Regions from separate parts of the Mus musculus genome. Here region 1 is linked to region 2. A link is a contact called in public HiChIP or PLAC-seq data. All regions are on one chromosome and are shown on one strand. The core of a region is the stretch at or near the end of the contact, and the rest is flanking DNA. Distances in the headings are between cores, read along the strand shown. Region 1 overlaps Aco2 (aconitase 2, mitochondrial). Region 2 holds the start of Zc3h7b (zinc finger CCCH type containing 7B).

Region 1 (2,866 bases), core at 355-2,854, 150 kb after region 2:
CATGGTTCAGGTAACTGGAAAAACTGCCCTTTCTTGTTGTCGCCATGAACCAAGCAGCTGTCCTCAGAGAGTTGGTTTTGCTCTCAGGAGATGCTCAGCAGTACGTCAAGACATTTCTTAGTTATCTTTACTAGAAACAGAGTGAGGGTTGTTACTACGTAGTGGGTAGGAACTAACAACACCACTAAACAGCCACAGGACAGCCTTATAGCAGAGTCACCTGGCCCACGTGTAGGTAGTGCCAGGGCTAAAAAACCATGACATAGAGAAAAAGTAGAGGTAAGGCTCTTCTAAGAAGTTTTTTATTCTAAAGAATGTGTTTTCTTGTTTGAGAATTTCAAACATGCATGTCATGTGTCTTGATCAAACATGAGCTTACAACGGCTGTAACTGCACCCATAAGACCTAAGGAAGATCAAGCTAGTCTAAGAGCTTTAAAGAAGGCAGAGCACGGCTAGGGGACTCTTCCTCCTCTCAGAGCCTTTGACAGTAGAGCCAGACTCCATTTCCAGGAACAGAACACCACCCAGAAGAACAGAGGGACAGATAAATATAGATAGAGATCCGAAGTCACTCTCTATCAGAAGACGTACTGGTAAGCTGCCCTAGTTTTGCTCACTGTCAGCTGTACATCATATACTGTATTAGAGTGTGTTCATCTCAGGCCACACTGAGGTCACCTATTGTGGAGGTGAGCGCCTTTACTTGCTGAGCCTTCTAAGCAGCCCAGTGTCGGGCTGGTCTTTGTTTAAAGAGCATTTCAGGCATTTCTTTCAAGGTTTTAGTGCTATTTTTCAGCTCTCTTGAGCCCAGAAAGAGAGGTTATATTCTATACAGTGAGTCACTGCCACCCACCTGCCTGGGATATGCTGCTGCAAAGGGCCAGCCTTGCTGCTTTTACTGGCTTCTCTAATGAAGCAGACCTAGAGATTCTTAGAACTACCAGTTGAGCTGAACAGCTAGGACTTTTTTTTTTTTTTTTTTTTTGGTTTTTGGTTTTTCGAGACAGGGTTTTTCTGTGTAGCCCTGGCTGTCCTGGAACTCACTTTGTAGACCAGACTGGGCTCGAACTCAGAAATCCGCCTGCCTCTGCCTCCCGAGTGCTGGGATCAAAGGTGTGTGCCACCACCGCCCGGCCATCTAGGACTTTAGAGAAGAGCTCTTAGTTCAAGGGCTTAGGAGACTGAGATTAGTAGATGGGCCCAGGCAGGCAGAGGAGAAGGAAGGGTCCACGTTTCCTGCTGAGTCATGCTGGGTCAGCAGTAGAGTCAGCATGAGAGCACAGACAGCACACCCTGTTGGATCCTTGCATCTAGTTTTGTACCTCAGCTTTGGGACCTGGGAGAACTCACTTTCCTCCCAGAGCCTCAGTTTCCTCATCTGCACTGTGAGTATAAATGAGTTCTATGCATGAAGTGCTTATGAAAGCCTAAGAGTAGGGACTGGAGAGATGACTCAGTGTTCTCTTCTAGAGAGACCCAAGTTCAATTCCTGGCACCATCCACTATGACTCTGATTCCAGGGGATCGCCAGTCCTCTGGCCTCTACAGATACCTATTTGCACATGTCCACACACACATAAACAATCCCAGGATTTAGGGCTCTAGTCACATAACACTGACCTTTGGTCACAGACTGGAGAGCATGGTAGGCTGGGAATGGGCTGGGTTATTACCAGAGGGCAGGGAAGGGCTTTGGGGTGTGGGTTTCGGGATGTTTGTGTGTGTGGTAATGAGGACCAAGTAAAGGTCCTAGCACCTCCTGCTCTGCATCTGAGCTACTTCCAGTTCCAAAACATATGCCCTGTACAGGGCTTATCAGTCTAATTATACCTCAGTAAAGCGGCCTCTCAGGATGCCTTTGCTTGTTTGAGGAGGGAAAGTCTTGCTCTGTAGCCCTGACCAGCCTTAACTGTTCGGCTCATCTTACACTGTGTCAGTCCTGTCACCTCAGCCTCCTGAATGCTGAGAGCACAGAGCTACTGTGTCCTATCTTAATAAAGCTGTTTGAAAATAAGAGAACGATGTCAAGCTGGTGGCAGGTATCTACAAATTCTAGTGTACCTGTAATTCTAACACTCATGAAGTCAAGATAGTTGGTTCTTGAGCTTGCAGCCAATCTGGGCTATAAAGTAAATTCCTAGTCCTGCCCCCCTGCCCTCTACCCCCGACCCAAAAAACAAAACAAAACAAAACAAAAAACAGGACAAAGGGTCTAGAGAGAGTTAAGTACTTACTGCTGATCTTCTAGAGATCCCAAGTTTGGTTCCCAGAACTCACATAGCAGCTCACAATCACTTGTAACTTCAGTTTAAGAAGATCCAATTTGGGTGGTGGAGCACGCCTTTAATCCCAGCACTTGGGAGGCAGAGGCAGGCAGATTTCTGAGTTCGAGGCCAGCTTGGTCCACAGAGTGAGTTCCAGGACAGACAGAGCTATACAGAGAAACCCTGTCTTGAAAATCAAAGAAGAAGGAGGAGGAGAAGGAAGAAGAAGAAGAAGAGGAAGAGGAGGAGGAGGAGGAGAAGATCCAATATCACTTCCTCTTCTGGCCTCTTTGGGTTCTACATGCACACATGATGCACACATACGCACAAAAACACACATGCCCATAAAATAAAAATAATTTTTAAATTAAACAGCAACACATTCACACACACAAATAGCCAGGTATAGTATGTAGGCATGTAATGCCAGCATTAGGAATGCTGAGGTAGAAGACTGAGGTATGAGAATCATAAGTTGGGGGCTAGCCTAAGCTATAGAGAGCATTCTCTATCTTGAAAACAAAACAAAGCGCCTGGCAACAGTAGCACATGCCTTTGCTCCCAGCACTCAGGAGCCTGAGACAGGAAGACTGTCATGAG
Region 2 (3,131 bases), core at 428-2,927:
GGAGAAAAAAGAGAAACTGCATCCTGGGAATGGGTACTTCAGGAATCAATAGAGCAGGTACTTACTATGTAAGATAAACACTGTGTGGAGTCAAAAGATCTGGATTCAAATCCAGCCTGTCTATTGGCAGTTCTGTGGCTGCACCATGGACACTCACAGATGCTCTGTTTGTTTAGTCTCTTTTTTATCTTGGTCCTTTTTAGCAACCTTAAATACTACCTTCTAGAAAGATCTCCAACAAAGTGGCTTTCTATGATAAAATTCTACTTAGGCTCTTTTGAACTTTCCAAATAAGTCTGAACTTTTGGGTTTGTTTATTTATCTCTGGATTATTTAATTTTATTTTAATTTTGCTAGGCAGTGGTGGCACACGCCTTTAATCCCAGCACTTGGGAGGCAGAGGCAGGCGGATTTCTGAGTTCTAAGCCAGCCTGGTCTACAGAGTGAGTTCCAGGACACCCAGGGCTGCATAGAGAAACCCTGTCTCAGAAAATAAATAAATAAATAAATAAATAAGTTAATTAATTAAATTTATTATCATTATTTTCTTTGAGATAGTGTCTCTCTATGTAGCTGACTGCTCTGGCTAGGTAGACCAGGCCTGCCTCTGCCTTCCAAGTGCTGGTGTTGAAGGTGTGCTTCACCAAGCCTGGCCCAATTGTCCAATTTTTAGCAAGCATGGCTTAACTAGACTCCCCTACCTTCCATCTGGGAACACCACCAATATACGCTCAGGATCCTCCTCTTCCACTATACCCCAAGGTGATGTTCCAGTACCTAACCTATCTTGAAGAGATGGCTCAGCCATTAAGAGCACCTGCTGCTCTTCCAGAGGACCCATGTTACATTCCCAGCACCCACACAGTGCTCACAACCATCTGTGACTCTAGTTTCAGGAACTCCTATCCCCTCTTCTAACCTTTGCAAGGCACTAGGGACACACATGATGCCCATGCATATCTACAGCCAAAACACTGGTACACACAAAATAAAAACCCGACTTTAAAAACACTTAAGAACCCTGTTGGGTGGAGCTAACAGCAATCACATTATACCTCAAGTTTTCTGTCTGCTGACCCTGCCTTGCTCCTTGCTCTATAAATTCCCGGTTCATGCTGAATTCAGGGCTGAGCCCAGTGTCTCAGCACCACTGCAAAACCCCACTGCAATGGTCCCTAAACCCATCATGATAGCCCTACCTTGAATAAAATCAGCCAGGCTTTCTTAAACAAGTGTCACTGATTTCCCCCTGCGCCCCCCCGCCCCCAACCCGCTTTTAACTTTCTATACATGAAACCCTAGCCAAAAAGGAGATCCTGACCGAGGTCCTTATCAAAGAAAGGGCACAACATGACCAGATGCTTGGAGATGCCTTCCTTCATCAAAACACCTGGAAAGCCAAGTGTAGCTTTACGCTCGGTTTGAGGGGTGGAAAAACAAAACAGAGGTCGGTCCAGCATCCGCCCAGAAATGCAGAACTGCTAGAAGGAAATCCCAGAAAAGGAAGAGCAGTTTTAAAAGAAAATCAAGGTGAATTCCAGGCATCCCTCCACTGGGAAGGGGGGCTTGCCGACTCCCCCCTCCCCCCCAGGTGCGCAGCCCGCGCCGCCCACCCCGGGCGCGACTAAAGCGAGGAGGAGCTGCGCTCTCTAGGACCCGAGGAGGGAGAGCTGCAGGGAGACGGAGCCTCCAGCGGGTGCTGCCGCGAGCGGCCGGCCGAGGGGGCTGGAAATGAAAGTAAAGCGCTCCGGAGCCACATGGACCGAGCTGCCCGGGCGGCGGCGCCGGGAGCAGGATGCGGCCGCCCGTAATTAAATAGCATTTACTCTTATTATTACTAATAATAATAACGTAATCATACCTCTAGTCATAGCATACCATTTATCGGGCTCGGCGCAGGCCCGCGGGGAGCGCAGCCCGGCCGAGGTGAGTGCTTTGGCGCGGCGGAGCCCCGCGGGGCAGAGGCCGGGCCACCGCGTCCCCGGCGGCGCGCAAGGTTGGGGCGCGCGAGGCTGGGGCGCCCGGGCAGGGCCGGGCAGGGCCGCGCGCGGAGGAGGCGCGGGAAGCCCCGGCCAGGCCACCTGGAAAGGCGGCTTTGCAAGAATAAAGCAATAGCACCTCCATTACCACGAACTGGGTTTTTCTGGGGGGAGGAATCTGTCTGCAGATTCCCGTACCCCTGCCCCAAAGTTTCAAAGTTATTGTGTGGCCGGGCACCTGCCGCCTGGGAGATTGGGGCTGCACTGCAGCCCCCAGGGGATGCCTTGGGATTTTTCTTCCGTGGTGTGGGGCAATCTCCCTTGCGTCTGGAGGTTTGGGTGTGCGCGCGGATGTTTTGCGGATCCCACTGCAAGGAGGTGGTCCGAGGCTGGCAGTTAGGGTCCCCCTTTCCTTTTGTATTCGCTTTGAATCCGCAGTGCCTAGAGGTAGAGGGGCCGCGGCGAGGGCCGGGGACAATGGCCGGCTGATGGGTCGCCCCAGTCGGTTACCGCGGCCACGCGAGTCCGGGGATCCGGGGCCTGCGGGCCCAGCCCTGGGGGAGGGGGCGGCAGGAAAGGGGGGCGCGGTCTGGGTCTGCTGAGCAGGAGGGCATTTCCGGTCGTGGCATCCGTCACTGGGCTCAGAGGCCTCCTGGGTGGGCAGTAACCAGGCAGGGGATTCACGGGGACTGCTGGGGACTGGGATTGTGGCGATTGAGGGGCGCCCTGGCAGGGCTGGGGGCCCTGGGGAAGCAGAGTCGACCCCGCCGCCACTGCCCTCAGCGGACACAAGGTCCCTTCTGCGATCCATAACTCTTTTTCTTTCTATCTTAGAAACCCTCAGGTTCAGGTGTTTGTAAAGTTCCTGGGTTGAGGGTCCTTCGCAGAGACAAAGCCTCCCTCCCCCCCACACCGCAGGAGTGGGAACGTGTAGAAAGAGTTCATTCTTGACAGAATAGGGTGGCCGGGGTGCCAACAGTGCCTTGATGGAGAAGACTGGGGGCTGGAGGGGCTGAAGGGGCTGGGGCTTCAAGTGGGGGAACTGGGGAACAGCTGCAAAGTGATGGGGGATTGCGGGTTTTTTTGTCGTCCCCCCCCCCCCCGGTTGTTAGCCAGGACTTAGGTGCATGGACACAAGAATCAGAACCCCCA

Evidence for each region. HiChIP or PLAC-seq counts read pairs in DNA pulled down with a chosen protein or histone mark.
Region 1: a contact with region 2 is called in an H3K4me3 HiChIP or PLAC-seq map of embryonic stem cells, with 26 read pairs. The contact joins the enhancer-like site here to the promoter of Zc3h7b in region 2. A contact is called at or near these places in 16 of 39 promoter capture datasets (the 3T3-L1 cell line, the C10 cell line, the HPC-7 cell line and 11 more), 6 of 484 Hi-C or Micro-C datasets (CD4 T cells, bone marrow-derived macrophages, cerebellar granule neurons and 3 more), 12 of 115 datasets of contacts at active chromatin or transcription factors (bone marrow-derived macrophages, craniofacial prominence, embryonic hindbrain and 6 more) and 4 of 9 other capture datasets (adipose tissue, embryonic stem cells, liver and 1 more).

The regions. Positions count from the first base shown.
Region 1 is chr15:81,890,772-81,893,637 of GRCm38.p6, forward strand. All of the region lies in intron 2 of Aco2 (aconitase 2, mitochondrial), which reads left to right. Among named protein-coding and RNA genes, the nearest start is that of Aco2, 20 kb to the left of the region's middle. Within about 2 kb of position 1,605, at least 64 of the 459 cell types and tissues checked have an H3K27ac peak or open chromatin away from gene starts, as enhancers often do. A contact at or near this core is called in the HPC-7 cell line, bone marrow-derived macrophages, embryonic stem cells and 2 more, where this site is marked.
Region 2 is chr15:81,743,421-81,746,551 of GRCm38.p6, forward strand. It overlaps Zc3h7b (zinc finger CCCH type containing 7B), which reads left to right and starts at 1,678. Exons shown (of 23, transcript NM_001081016.2): 1 at 1,678-1,926.